3 separate regions of the Sus scrofa genome follow, and all the other regions are linked to region 1. The links are chromatin contacts, called in public HiChIP or PLAC-seq maps. All regions are on one chromosome and are shown on one strand. Each heading gives the region's core, a stretch centred on a gene start, on an enhancer-like site or on the middle of the called end of the contact. The rest is flanking DNA. Distances are from core to core; before and after follow the strand shown.

Region 1 (3,563 bases), core at 443-2,942:
TATGGTAAGCCCTGGATAGCGAAACTTCTGGGTCCTGGACAAGCATATCTAACCTTATTATAGGTTCTTTCGAATCTCCCTTGAAAGGGACTGTCCTTTTCACATGCCTATCAGCCATATAGAAGCATTCTTGTTTCCCTGTGATTTCACCAATTGAAATAAAATTTTAAAAATTTAAAAATAAAAAAAAAAAAGAAATTCTCGTCATGTCACAGTGGAAAAGAATCCTACTAGGAACCATGAGATTGTGGGTTCGATTCCTGGTCTTGCTCAGTGGGTTAAGGATCCGGCATTGCTGTGAGCTGTGGTATACAGGCTGCAGATGCAGCTCAGATCCTGCCTTGCTGTGGCTGTGGTGTAGGCTGGCAGCTGTAGCTCTGCTTAGACCCCTAGCCTGGGAACTTCCATATGCAGTGTGTGCTGCCCTAAAAAGCAAAAAAATAAAAATAAAAAAAATAAAAAAACTTTGCCTGTCACATACGTTTCATGTTTCACTTGCCTTTGTCTGATGAGCCTATTTCCATATGGTTACTGATCATGTCCAGTGTTTCTTTTTGTGAACAGTCTGTTTATAACTGTTACTCATTTTTCTGTGGGAATATTTGTCTTTTGCTTGTTGATTTCTAAGAGTTGTTTATTTTGGGTATCACGACTCAGTCTTCAACCGGCTCCAGTATAGCTTCCTGAAACTTGTCACGGTCATAGCATTTTCCACGGAGTGAATTCAGTGGGTACTTTCCTGTCATTATCTTCCTCTATAACCGGGCAGTTTACCGAGGTGCCTATTGTACTGCATTTGAGGACCTTTGGGCTGGGCTAAGAAAATGTGACCACTAGATGGCAGTAGCACGCAATGAGCTTTATTTGGGTGTAGCTTTGACAAGTCGCTAGGGAAGAAAGTCCCTTCCAGCCCATGACCTTCTAGGACAGAGGCCTGGACTGCCAGCCAGAAAGGAAAGAGGGCAGGGGACTTTTGGCGGGGAGGGGTTTGGTACTGAGCGGAGCGGTTAGGGCCTGATGACTAGTGATGTTACCTGGTAGCACAATTGGGTGTCTCTGGGTCAAAGGCTAGAAGGGCTGCAGCACCCGGATGTCTTTTATATTTGCAAGCTTTGTTTTTTATCTTTGGCTTGCAGATAGTGGGTGCAGTTTTTCAAGATACGCAAAACAGGGAGTTCCTGTTGTGGCACAGCGGAAACGAATCCGACTAGTGTAGGTGAGGATGCGGGTTCAATCCCTGGCCTCGTTGTGGGTTGGGGATCCAGCGTTGCTGTGAGCTGTGGTGTAAGTAGCAGACGCCCCTCGGATCCTGCATTGTTGTGGTGTAGGCGGGCAGGTGTAGCTCCAATTCGACCCTTAGCCTGGAAACCTCCATATGCCGTGTACAGCGCTAAAAAGCAGGAAAAAAAAAAAAAAAAAAAGCAAAACAGGCAGATTCTAAATGGTTAAAATATGCTTATTGGGCTATAGTTAAAGCAACTGGATGTGTGAAATTTTGAGTTTCATGCTGGTGGGCTTAGACCCAACTGTCCCAGCGTTCAGTGAAAAAGTAACAGGGACTAAGATAGAGGGGCCACCTTTAACCCATTTATTTAAATACTCTTTTTTTTTTTTTTTTGAAACTGCCTCTGATTTCTGTGATGCTGCAATCCCTGGTTTCCTCCTAATCACTAGCCTCCTTCTCAGTGTCTTTGCTGATTCACACTCTTCTCACTGTCCTCTAAATCACGGCTTCTTGTGTACTCAGGACGGCTTGACACAGTCTTCAAAATTATTGATGACCCCAAAAGCTTTTGTTTCTGTAGGTTATAGCTCTTTATACTAAGGCTGGGTAGGATTTCTCTTGTGGCACAGTGGGTCAGGGGTCTGGAGTTGTCACTGCGGCAGCTTGGGTCACTGCTGTGGGGCAAGTTCAATTCCTGTCCTGGGGAATTCCACATGCTGCAGGCACAGCCAAAAGAAAAATTTAAAAAGTAAATAAAGCTGGGGAATTAAAAAAAAAAAAAAACTTTTTTTTTTTTTTTTTGGTCTTTTTACGGCCCCACCCAAGGCATATGGAAGTTCCCAGGCTAGGCGTTGAATCAGAGCTGTAACTGTCAGCCTACACCACAGCCACAGCAACACGGGATCTAAGCTGTGTCTGCAACCTAGACCACAGCTCATCGCGACGCCAGATCCCTGACCCACCGAGCAAGGCCAGGGATCGAGCCCTCATTCTCACAGATAATAGTTGGTTTGTTACTGCTGAGCCGCAACGGGAACTTCCTCATTTATGATTTTTATTTGTTTGAATTTTCTCTCTTTTTTCCTGAGTTTCCCAAGCTACGGGTTTGTCAATTTTGTTTTATCTTTTTTGAAAAAGAACAGGTTTTTTTTCCTTTTCTTTTCTTTCTTTTTTTTTTTGTCTTTTGTCCTTTGAGGGCTGCACCCGAGGCATATGGAGGTTCCCAGGCTAGGGGTCCAATCAGAGCTGTAGCTGCTGGCCTACACCACAGCCACAACAATGTCAGATCCTTAACCCACTGAGCAAGGCCAGGGATCGAACCCACAACCTCATGGTTCCTAATTGGATTTGCTTCTGCTTCGCCATAACGGAACTGGTCTTCTTTTTGTTGATCTTTTCTATTGGTTTTTCTGATCTCTATTTCATGTTTATTTCTGTGCTGATCTTTGTTATTTCCTTCCTTCTGTTAACTTTGGACTTTTTTTTTTTTTTTTTTTTTTTGTCCTTTTGCCATTTCTTGGGCCGCTTCCGCGGCATATGGAGGTTCCCAGGCTAGGGGTCGAATCGGAGCTGTAGCCACTGGCCTACGGCCAGAGCCACAGCAACACGGGATCTGAGCTGTGTCTGCAACCTACACCACAGCTCTTGGCAATGCTGGATCGTTAACCCACTGAGCAAGGCCAGGAACCAAACCCGCAACCTCATGGTTCCTAGTCGGATTTGTTAACCACTGCGCCACGATGGCAACTCCTGGACTTTTTTTGGTTCCTGAGAGTATAAAGTTAGGTTGTTTATTTGTGATTTTTTTTTTAAAAAGTAAGTGTTTATTACTATAAACCTCCCTTTTAGAACTTCTTTTGCTAGATTCTATAAGTTTGGTGTGTTGTGTTTCCACTTTCATTTGTTTCAAGATATTTTAAAATTTCCCTTTTAATTTCTTCTTTGAGTCATTGATTGTTCAGGAGTGTGTTGCTTAATTTCACATATTTCTGAAGTTTACTGTTTTCCTCAGGTTATTGATTTCTAGTTTCATACCACTGTGGTTGGAAAAGATACATGGCATGATTTCAGTCTTCCCAAATTTGTTAAGAATTTTCTATTACCTATCATATGAACTTTCCTGGAGAATGTTCCATCTGTGCTTGAGAAGAATAGGTATTCTTTTTTCATCGAATGGAACACCATGGATGTGTCTGTTAGGTCTCTTTGGTCTAAAGTGTAGTTCAAATCTAATATTTTCTTGCTGATTTTGAGTGGATGATCTACCCTTTGTTGAAATTGGGTATTGAGGTTGTTGACTATTCTTGTATTGTTATCTGTTTCTCCCTTTCAATTTGTT
Region 2 (4,003 bases), core at 765-3,264, 340 kb before region 1:
TCTTCGAGCCTAGTTTTCTTTGTTTGTAAAATGGTCTTATCATCTGTATGTACTTTACAGAGCTATTGTAACAATTAAACAAGATAAAATACTTGATGCCCTAAGCAGAGTACTTGGCTCAATACGCTCAATATGTGAAGATTGAATGGGGCCTGATTAGAGTCTCTCAGGGGATAGGATTCTAGGGAATAAGGATGTGAGGCCCAGATTTAAAATCTACCTGGCGTTACAGGACAAAACTTTCATTTGAAAAGATACATGCACCCCATGTTCCTTTCAGCACTAGTCACAATAGCCAAGACATGGAAACGACCTAAGTGTCCATCAATAGATGAATGGATTAAGAAGATGTAGTACATATACACAATGGAATACTACTCAGCCATAATAAAGAACAAAATAATGCCATTTGCAGCAACATGGATGCTATTAGAGATTCTCATATTAAGTGAGGTAAGTCAGAAAGAGAAAGAGGAATACCATATCATATTACTTATATGTGGAATCTAAAATATGGCACAAATCGGAGTTCCCGTTGTGGCGCAGGGGTTAACGAATCCGACTAGAAACCAGGAGGTTGCAGGTTCAATCCCTGGCCTTGCTCAGTGGGTTAAGGATCTGGCGTTGCTGTGAACTGTGGTGTAGGTCACAGATGCAGCTCGGATCTGGCGTTGCTGTGGCTATGGTGTAGGCAGGCGACTACAGCTCCAATTCGACCCCTAGCCTGGGAACCTCCATATGCCTCGGGAGCGGCCCTAGAAAAGGCAAAAAGACAGAAAAATAAAATAAAATAAAGCACAGATGAACATATCTACAGAACAGAAACAGAATCACAGACATGAAGGACAGACTTGCAGTTGCCAAAGGAGCGGGGGAGGAGGTGGGATGGACTGGGAGTTTGGGATTAGTAGATGCAAACTATTACAGTTAGAATGGGTAAACAATAAGGTCCTGGAGTTCCTGTTGTGGTGCAGCAGGAATGTATCCAACTAATATCCATGAGGATGTGGGTTCGATCCCTGGCCTTGCTCAGCGGATCAGGTATCGGCCAATGCCATGAGCTGTGGTGTAGGTTGCAGATGAGGCTCAGATCCAGTGTTGCTGTGGCTGCAGTGTGGGCTGGTAGCTGTAGCTCCGAATCAACCCCTAGCCTGAGAACTTCCATGTGCCAAGGACGTGGCCCTGAAAAGCAAAAAAACACAATAAGGTCTACTGTACAGCACAGGGAACTATATCCAGTCTCTTGGGATAGAACATAATAGAATATGAGAAAAAGAATATACATACATATATATATACATATATATATATGTATAATTGGGTCATTTTGCTGTGCAGAAAAAATTGACAGAACATTGTAAATCAACTGTAATGGAAAATTTAAAAATAAATAAATAAATAAATAAATAAATAAAATCTGGAATTACTGTTTTGGCTCAGCAGTAATGAACCAGACTAGTATCTATGAGGACTTGGGTTCCGTCCCTGGCCCTTCTCACTCAGTGGGTTAAGGATCTGGCATTGCTATGAGCTGTGGTGTAGGTGGCAGACAAGGCTCAGATTCCATGTTGCTGTGGCATAGGCTGGCAGCTGCAGCCCTGATTCAACCCCTAGCCAAGGAACTTCTTCCATATGCTGCGGGTTCGGCCCTAAAAAGACAAAAATATAAATAAAGCAAAATAAAATAAAATCCACCTGGATTTAAAATCCGGCACCACAGCTGACTAGCTGAGTGACCTTGGACAAAATGTTTCTAAGCCTATTTCCACATCTACATCAGGGAGAAAACTCCAGTACCTAGTTTAAAGGATTTGGGCTAAGTTAAAATGACGCATGTAAAACACATAACATTGAGCCTGGGACCTCAGTAAATACAAGCAACTTTTTTTTTATATTTTGACAATCTGCGATAAAGCAAAGAGAACCAGAGCTTGCTGAAGTAAGTTAAGTACTGAGCACTAAAGAGGCCTTTGGAAGGGAGTCTCAGCAGCCAAAACAAAATGCAGAGGCTTTGTTGAGATGGGAGATAATGTTAGCTAGATAAAATTGGTAAAGTGAGACCTGATTTTTAGTGTGTCTTCAACCCGCCCAAGGAAAGATCAAGCCCCTGTTATGGTAATGAGTGGGGAGTCCTCCGCAGCAATCTGTCCAGGCCCTGGAACGGGATCGGACTCCATCACATGGCCAGGCGGGTCCCACAGGAGGGAAGGGCAGGGCACGAAGTTGACTTGCCTCCCGAGCTCTGTAGGTGGCAGTGCGCGTGCAGCGATGAGGCGGGAGGAGGGTGTGGCCACCCCGGCTCCTCGCCGGGACGGAGACTGGTCTACACCCGGACCTGGAAAAACGGATCCCTACAACAATTCCAGATGCCTCCAGCCGCCCATCCAAAGGCCTCCCCTTCTCCTTCGGTCAGCCTGCTGCACTGGAAACAAAACTCAGATTTCTAGGGGCTTGATTGCAATTTAAAAAAATAAATACAGCGTGGAGAAACCTCCCCTGAGTTTGTAAAACACTCTTGCTCTCCAAAAGGATTCTTAGATTGTATTTTACTTTCAGTGATTCCAAGATCAACCTTTGGTCCAGAGAAAAGCGCTCTGCCGCTGAGAGATTTAAAAGGAAAGGTTACATGGCTTTTAAGGACTCCAGGTCAGGCTAATTCTTTCTCATTGGCATTCAAGCGGAAGTCACTGTTTGCTCACCCCACCCCCGACTCCAACACGATGACTTTAGGCTTCATGGTGACTTATATCGTCAGGGCACTCCATGAATTATCTCCTGGCACCTATGATATGCGGTTATTTCAGCAGCTGAGCAAGAGAGCTTCCGTCATGGCGTAGGGGAAGTGAATCTGACCAGGAACCATGAGGTTGAGGGTTTGATCCCTGGCTTCACCCAATGGCTAAACATCTGGCATTGATGTGAACTGTATCTTCTATTGGACCCCTAGCCTGGGAACCTCCATATGCCACGGGTGTGGTCCTAAAAAACAAAACAAAAAACAAAAGGCAGAGTGTCCTGGTCCTTCCACAAAACTAGGCTGTTGGCTAGTCTTGAGCATGGAGCATAGACTGTATAGTCCTGGGGTTCAAATTCCTTCTCTACCTTTTAGGAGAGTAAATGCTGAGCTTGGGGTTCTAAACTGAGCTGTAGCTGCCAGCCTACACCACAGCCACAGCAACACCAGATCTGAGCCGCATCTGCAATCTACACCCAGCTTGAGGCAATGCCGGATCTTTTAACCCACTGAGCGATGCCAGGGATTGCACCCACATCCTCGTGGATACTCGTTGTCAAGTTCACAACCCGGTGAGCCCCAATGGGAATGCCAGTGCTGAGCTCTTTTGAGTCACAACCTACAACATGGCCCTACCCCAAGGGTATAATAAGATTAGCAGTGCCAGGCCAAGCCTCTGAGAAGCTGAGGCCAAAGAAATAAAATCACTAACACCAATATCCTTATCTTTACTTAAAATCCTGATATTTTCATCTTTTTTTTTTTGCGTCAATTCTTATTTATTTATTTATTTATTTTGCTATTTCTTGGGCCGCTCCCACGGCATATGGAGGTTCCCAGGCTAGGGGTCGAATCAGAGCTGTAGCCACTGGCCTACACCAGAGCCACAGCAACGTGGGATCCGAGCCGCGTCTGCAACCTACATCACAGCTCACGGTAACGCCGGATCATTAACCCACTGAGCAAGGGCAGGGACAGAACCCGCAACCTCATGGTTCCTAGTCGGATTCGTTAACCACAGCGCCACGACGGGAACTCCAATTCTTATTTTTTTAGATATTCCACCAAAATGTGATTTATCTTGACTCCTGAGTTGGGGTGGGGTTTTTGGTATCCTGGTCAATGACCCTGATTTTAAAGCAATGTATGTAAACTTGACAAGCACGCTATAGACTTGCCAAAATATTTGCTGAAGGAAAGCATAGAGCACTGGGGGCGGAGTTTGGGGGCCAGGGGCTATAGGAACACACCATAAGCTGTATTGGACCT
Region 3 (3,822 bases), core at 1,065-3,564, 360 kb before region 1:
AAAATGCATTGCAAACTTCAGTCGGATGCGTGTTTTCCTAGGAGCATCCACTTGACAGCAAGTTTGAAGGGAGGACATTGGTGGCCCTCACTTATCTGAAACTTTCTGTCTTTTTTATTATTTAGGGCTGCAGTTCTTCAGAGAAAATATCCACTGCACTGCGTTGCCATCTTCTGTTTGCTGGGCAGTCTCTTGTGTGAGATTTCAAACTCCTTAAGGCCAAGGTTCTTAGTCATCTGTGTTGGCGTCAGCTCCAAGCACAGAGCTAAAAAGCAGTGGAGTGATGGAATATTGGCACAGGAAGGAAATGGAATGACAGCCCCATCCATGGATCATATTGTACCCTTCTCATTCAGAGTGCAACCACACACTCACTCCAGGGCCTGACAGCAGAAACGTATATGTAATTTACACACACACATATACATTAATTTATAAAAGTATAAATAGTTTTCATAACTGATTGTGGCAACCAAATTTGAGCCTGCTTAAAATCTTGTGCTATTACACACTCTTAAAGACTTTGGGGCTGATCTAAGGAATTGTGAATGATAAAGCGGCAGTTGGTTAGGAGACAATATCTGTAAAACTTTCGGCCTTTTCATTTAATTAAAATCCAATATCTGAGTGTGCCCACCCAGATGTAGGTCAGTCCGAAACTAGAATGTGAATAGCTTGTGGCGCTAGACTCCCATTCATGTGTGAAAGGAAAACCAAAACGAATTGCTATTGCTGAGCAAGCTCTAAAACGGAGCCAGGAGGCCACTGAGGAAGTGTGACTTAGGTACATCTCAGCCTGGATGGAATCTAATCCTTTGACTTTTGGGGGGGGCACACTCGCAGCATATGGAAGTTCCCAGGCTAGGAGTCGAATTGGAGCTGCCGGCCTACACCACAGCCACGGCAATGCCAGACCTGAGCCGCATCTGCGACCTATACCATAGTTCACGGCAACGCTGGATCCTTAACCTGCTGAGCGAGGCCAGGTATCAAACCCACATTCTTGTGGATAATAGTCGGGCTCATTACTGCTGAGCCACAACAGGAACTCCCTCCTTTGACTATTTATTGTCCTAACAAAGGCATTCAGAACATCTGCCTGAAACTCAAGATCCTGACTGGGGAGTTGTCATTGTGGCTCAGAGGGTTAAGAACATGACATAGTGTCTGTGAGGATGCAATTTGGGTTCAATCCCTGGTCTCACTCAGGGGGTTAAGGAAATAGTGTTGCCGCAAGCTGCAGCATAGGTTGCAGCCATGGCTCAGATCCTGCATTGGCTGTGGCCTCAGCTGCAGCTCAGATGCAGCCCCTAGCCAGGAACTTCCACATGCCAATTGCAGCCCGTAAAAAGAAAAGAAAAAAAAAAAAGATACTGTCTGGCCCCCTTACCCTGAAACAACTCGTGATGGATGACTATTTCCTTTCTTGTGTCAGAGTATCGCCTGCTGGCTTTTGCCTTTATAAGCCCCCTACTCTTTCTCTTCCCTGGAACACTCTTTCAGTTTTATCCAAATCTGTGTCTCCTGAACTTCAATTCTTTTTTTTTTTTTTTTTTTTTTTTTTTTTTTGCTTTTTTGGGCCGCACCCAAGGCATATGGAAGCTTCCAGGCTAGGGGTCAAATCGGAGCTGTAGCCATTAGCCTACACCACAGCTCACAGCAACACCGGATCCTTAACCCAATGAGCAAGGCCAGGGATAGAACCCTCTTCCTCATGGATGCTAGTGGGGTTCATTAACTGTTGAGCCACATGGGGAACTCCAAAAATAGTGTTTTTGTTTATACATCAACTGGGTTAGAACTTAGCTCAGATAATTAATAATAAATGGCCTTTCATTTCATGGATGTCCAGTGGGGTATCTGAAAGCCCACACAGTTCTTTGCTGTGCAGGACCATTCCACATTTTGGAGGGTATCTGGCATCACTGGCAAATCCCATTAAATGCCAGCGGTTCCCCTTTGTAGCAAAAAAAAAAGAAGAAAAAAGAAAAAGAAAAAAAAAATTCCTCCCACCGAGTCCCAAGAGCCCTTCTTAAAGAACCACTGAGATTCGGGGCGTGAGAACCAGGCAGGTTGTCTGGGATGGGGTTCAGCCAGGGCCTGCAGTCCTCTCATCACTAGAGCCATCGCAAGGAAGCCAGTAGAAAGCCGGTTCTTTGGTGGACCAACCCGGAGCATGGGAATCAAGGAGAAGAAGGATGCGTGAAAGAGTTCTCCTCCCGGTTCTGCACTCTGGCTCCGGGTTGCACCAGCAGCAAGACGATTGCCGCTCCCTCCCAGGCGAGGGAGCCAAAGAGCCTGCGACACGTCGAGGTGCCGCCGGGAGACCTGACTCAGCCCTCCCGGATGATACAGCAGGGCTGCTGACTGTGACCCTGGCGGTGACAGCTACTATTTATTGAATAATTAACAAGTTCGTTACTATCTTTTTCATGTAATTTTAACAACCTATTTATTACAGGCGAGAAAACAAGTTCAGGCAGTTGTAAGAAGCTGGGGAAATCAAAAGTCACTGACACAAGGCAAGGGCACTGTCGCAGAGATTCCTACCCGGCAGACTCAAAGCCGCTCGTTCCGAGTCTCCCTTGGCAGACTTCCCAGTGGGACAGCTGCCAAACTCCATCTCCGCCCGCCCGCCTTCGCGGTTGGCTGGGACTTGAGCTGAGAGGCTGGGTCCGCCACTTTCCCACTGGGCTGAGGACCGCGCTGCCAGCGCCCTCCTCTCCCGGTTTTTCTCCTACCGCGAGATCTGACGGATGGAGGGGCGCTTAGCTCACCCGCGTGATGTCTCTGGTGCCATCTCAAAGGTGTAAAGACTTGGGAAGCAGTGTCTTCTCCCAAGATGCTAGCGCTGGAAGGATTGTACTTGATTGACAGCTGCTTCCGGAGCTGACTTCTCCTTTGCCTGCACAGGCTCCTCCCCCAAGATCTAGCTTGGGATATAGGCGCAGAAGCAGGACTGAATATTCCTATTGTTTTCCTCCTGTCATCCCTTTACTGAGAGCCTGGAGAGCCCGCTTGAAGTCAATTCCTACTCCACAGAAGGCCCTTTGCTGTGAACCCTTAACCCCCTCCTTGCCAGCGTCTCCCATCCCTACCACTTACTGGGTGGGACTAGCCTGTCACTGAGCCCTGATGGCTACAGTTTTCTGTCAGTGCACAAGACCTTTGCGTCCAGGGACAGCTAGAGCTGCAATTCCACCCCACCCTTTTTAGGGCTGCACCTGTGCACATGGAAGTTCCCAGGCTAGGGGTGGAATTGCAGCTCTAGCTGCTTGTCTACACCACAGCCACAGCAATACCAGATCCAAGCTGCCTCTGCAAACCACACCACAGCTCACAGCAATGCTGGATTCTTAACCTCCTGAGCAAGGCCAGGGATCCAACCCACATTTTCATGGATACTAGTCGGATTCTTAACCCCCTGAGCCACAACGGGAACTCCCTTCCATCCTTTTAATCCTTGTAATTAAAGGGTTACATGCTCCATTGTAATTAATGAAATCGTTAGAGACAAGCACTAATAATTAAGACAATTGCCTTTTTTTTTCTTTACACTGTCACAGCACCTCATTGGATCCTCACTACAACCTTGCTAGGCGCTGTTCCTGTTACTGCCTTTCTACAGATGAGGAAGGTGGAGGCCCAAGTCACACACCTGGGACCTGGTCTTGATTCTAGCTCCTCTCACCCCAAACCCCAGTGCCCCTCAGCAAGGGGTTTATGCACCTGCTACTAAGTCCTCTGCATCTCTTGAAAACTCGTTTTACTCAAGTAATTTGGCAGTTCCTTTAAAAAGTAGAAAGATTTTGTTCTTTCTCT

What was found. HiChIP or PLAC-seq counts read pairs in DNA pulled down with a chosen protein or histone mark.
Region 2: an H3K27ac HiChIP or PLAC-seq map of alveolar macrophages shows a contact between it and region 1. The contact joins two enhancer-like sites. A contact is called at or near these places in 1 of 47 Hi-C or Micro-C datasets (embryonic fibroblasts) and 1 of 2 datasets of contacts at active chromatin or transcription factors (alveolar macrophages).
Region 3: a contact with region 1 is called in an H3K27ac HiChIP or PLAC-seq map of alveolar macrophages. The contact joins two enhancer-like sites. A contact is called at or near these places in 1 of 47 Hi-C or Micro-C datasets (embryonic fibroblasts) and 1 of 2 datasets of contacts at active chromatin or transcription factors (alveolar macrophages).

Annotation. Positions count from the first base shown.
Region 1 is chr14:10,446,144-10,449,706 of Sscrofa11.1, forward strand. The region is part of intron 1 of DPYSL2 (dihydropyrimidinase-related protein 2); the gene reads left to right. Among named protein-coding and RNA genes, the nearest start is that of DPYSL2, 19 kb to the left of the region's middle. Within about 2 kb of position 1,693, at least 4 of the 83 cell types and tissues checked have an H3K27ac peak or open chromatin away from gene starts, as enhancers often do. A contact at or near this core is called in alveolar macrophages, where this site is marked.
Region 2 is chr14:10,109,632-10,113,634 of Sscrofa11.1, forward strand. No RefSeq gene overlaps it. Among named protein-coding and RNA genes, the nearest start is that of PPP2R2A, 84 kb to the right of the region's middle. Within about 2 kb of position 2,015, at least 20 of the 83 cell types and tissues checked have an H3K27ac peak or open chromatin away from gene starts, as enhancers often do. A contact at or near this core is called in alveolar macrophages, where this site is marked.
Region 3 is chr14:10,080,842-10,084,663 of Sscrofa11.1, forward strand. No RefSeq gene overlaps it. Among named protein-coding and RNA genes, the nearest start is that of EBF2, 55 kb to the left of the region's middle. Within about 2 kb of position 2,315, at least 40 of the 83 cell types and tissues checked have an H3K27ac peak or open chromatin away from gene starts, as enhancers often do. A contact at or near this core is called in alveolar macrophages, where this site is marked.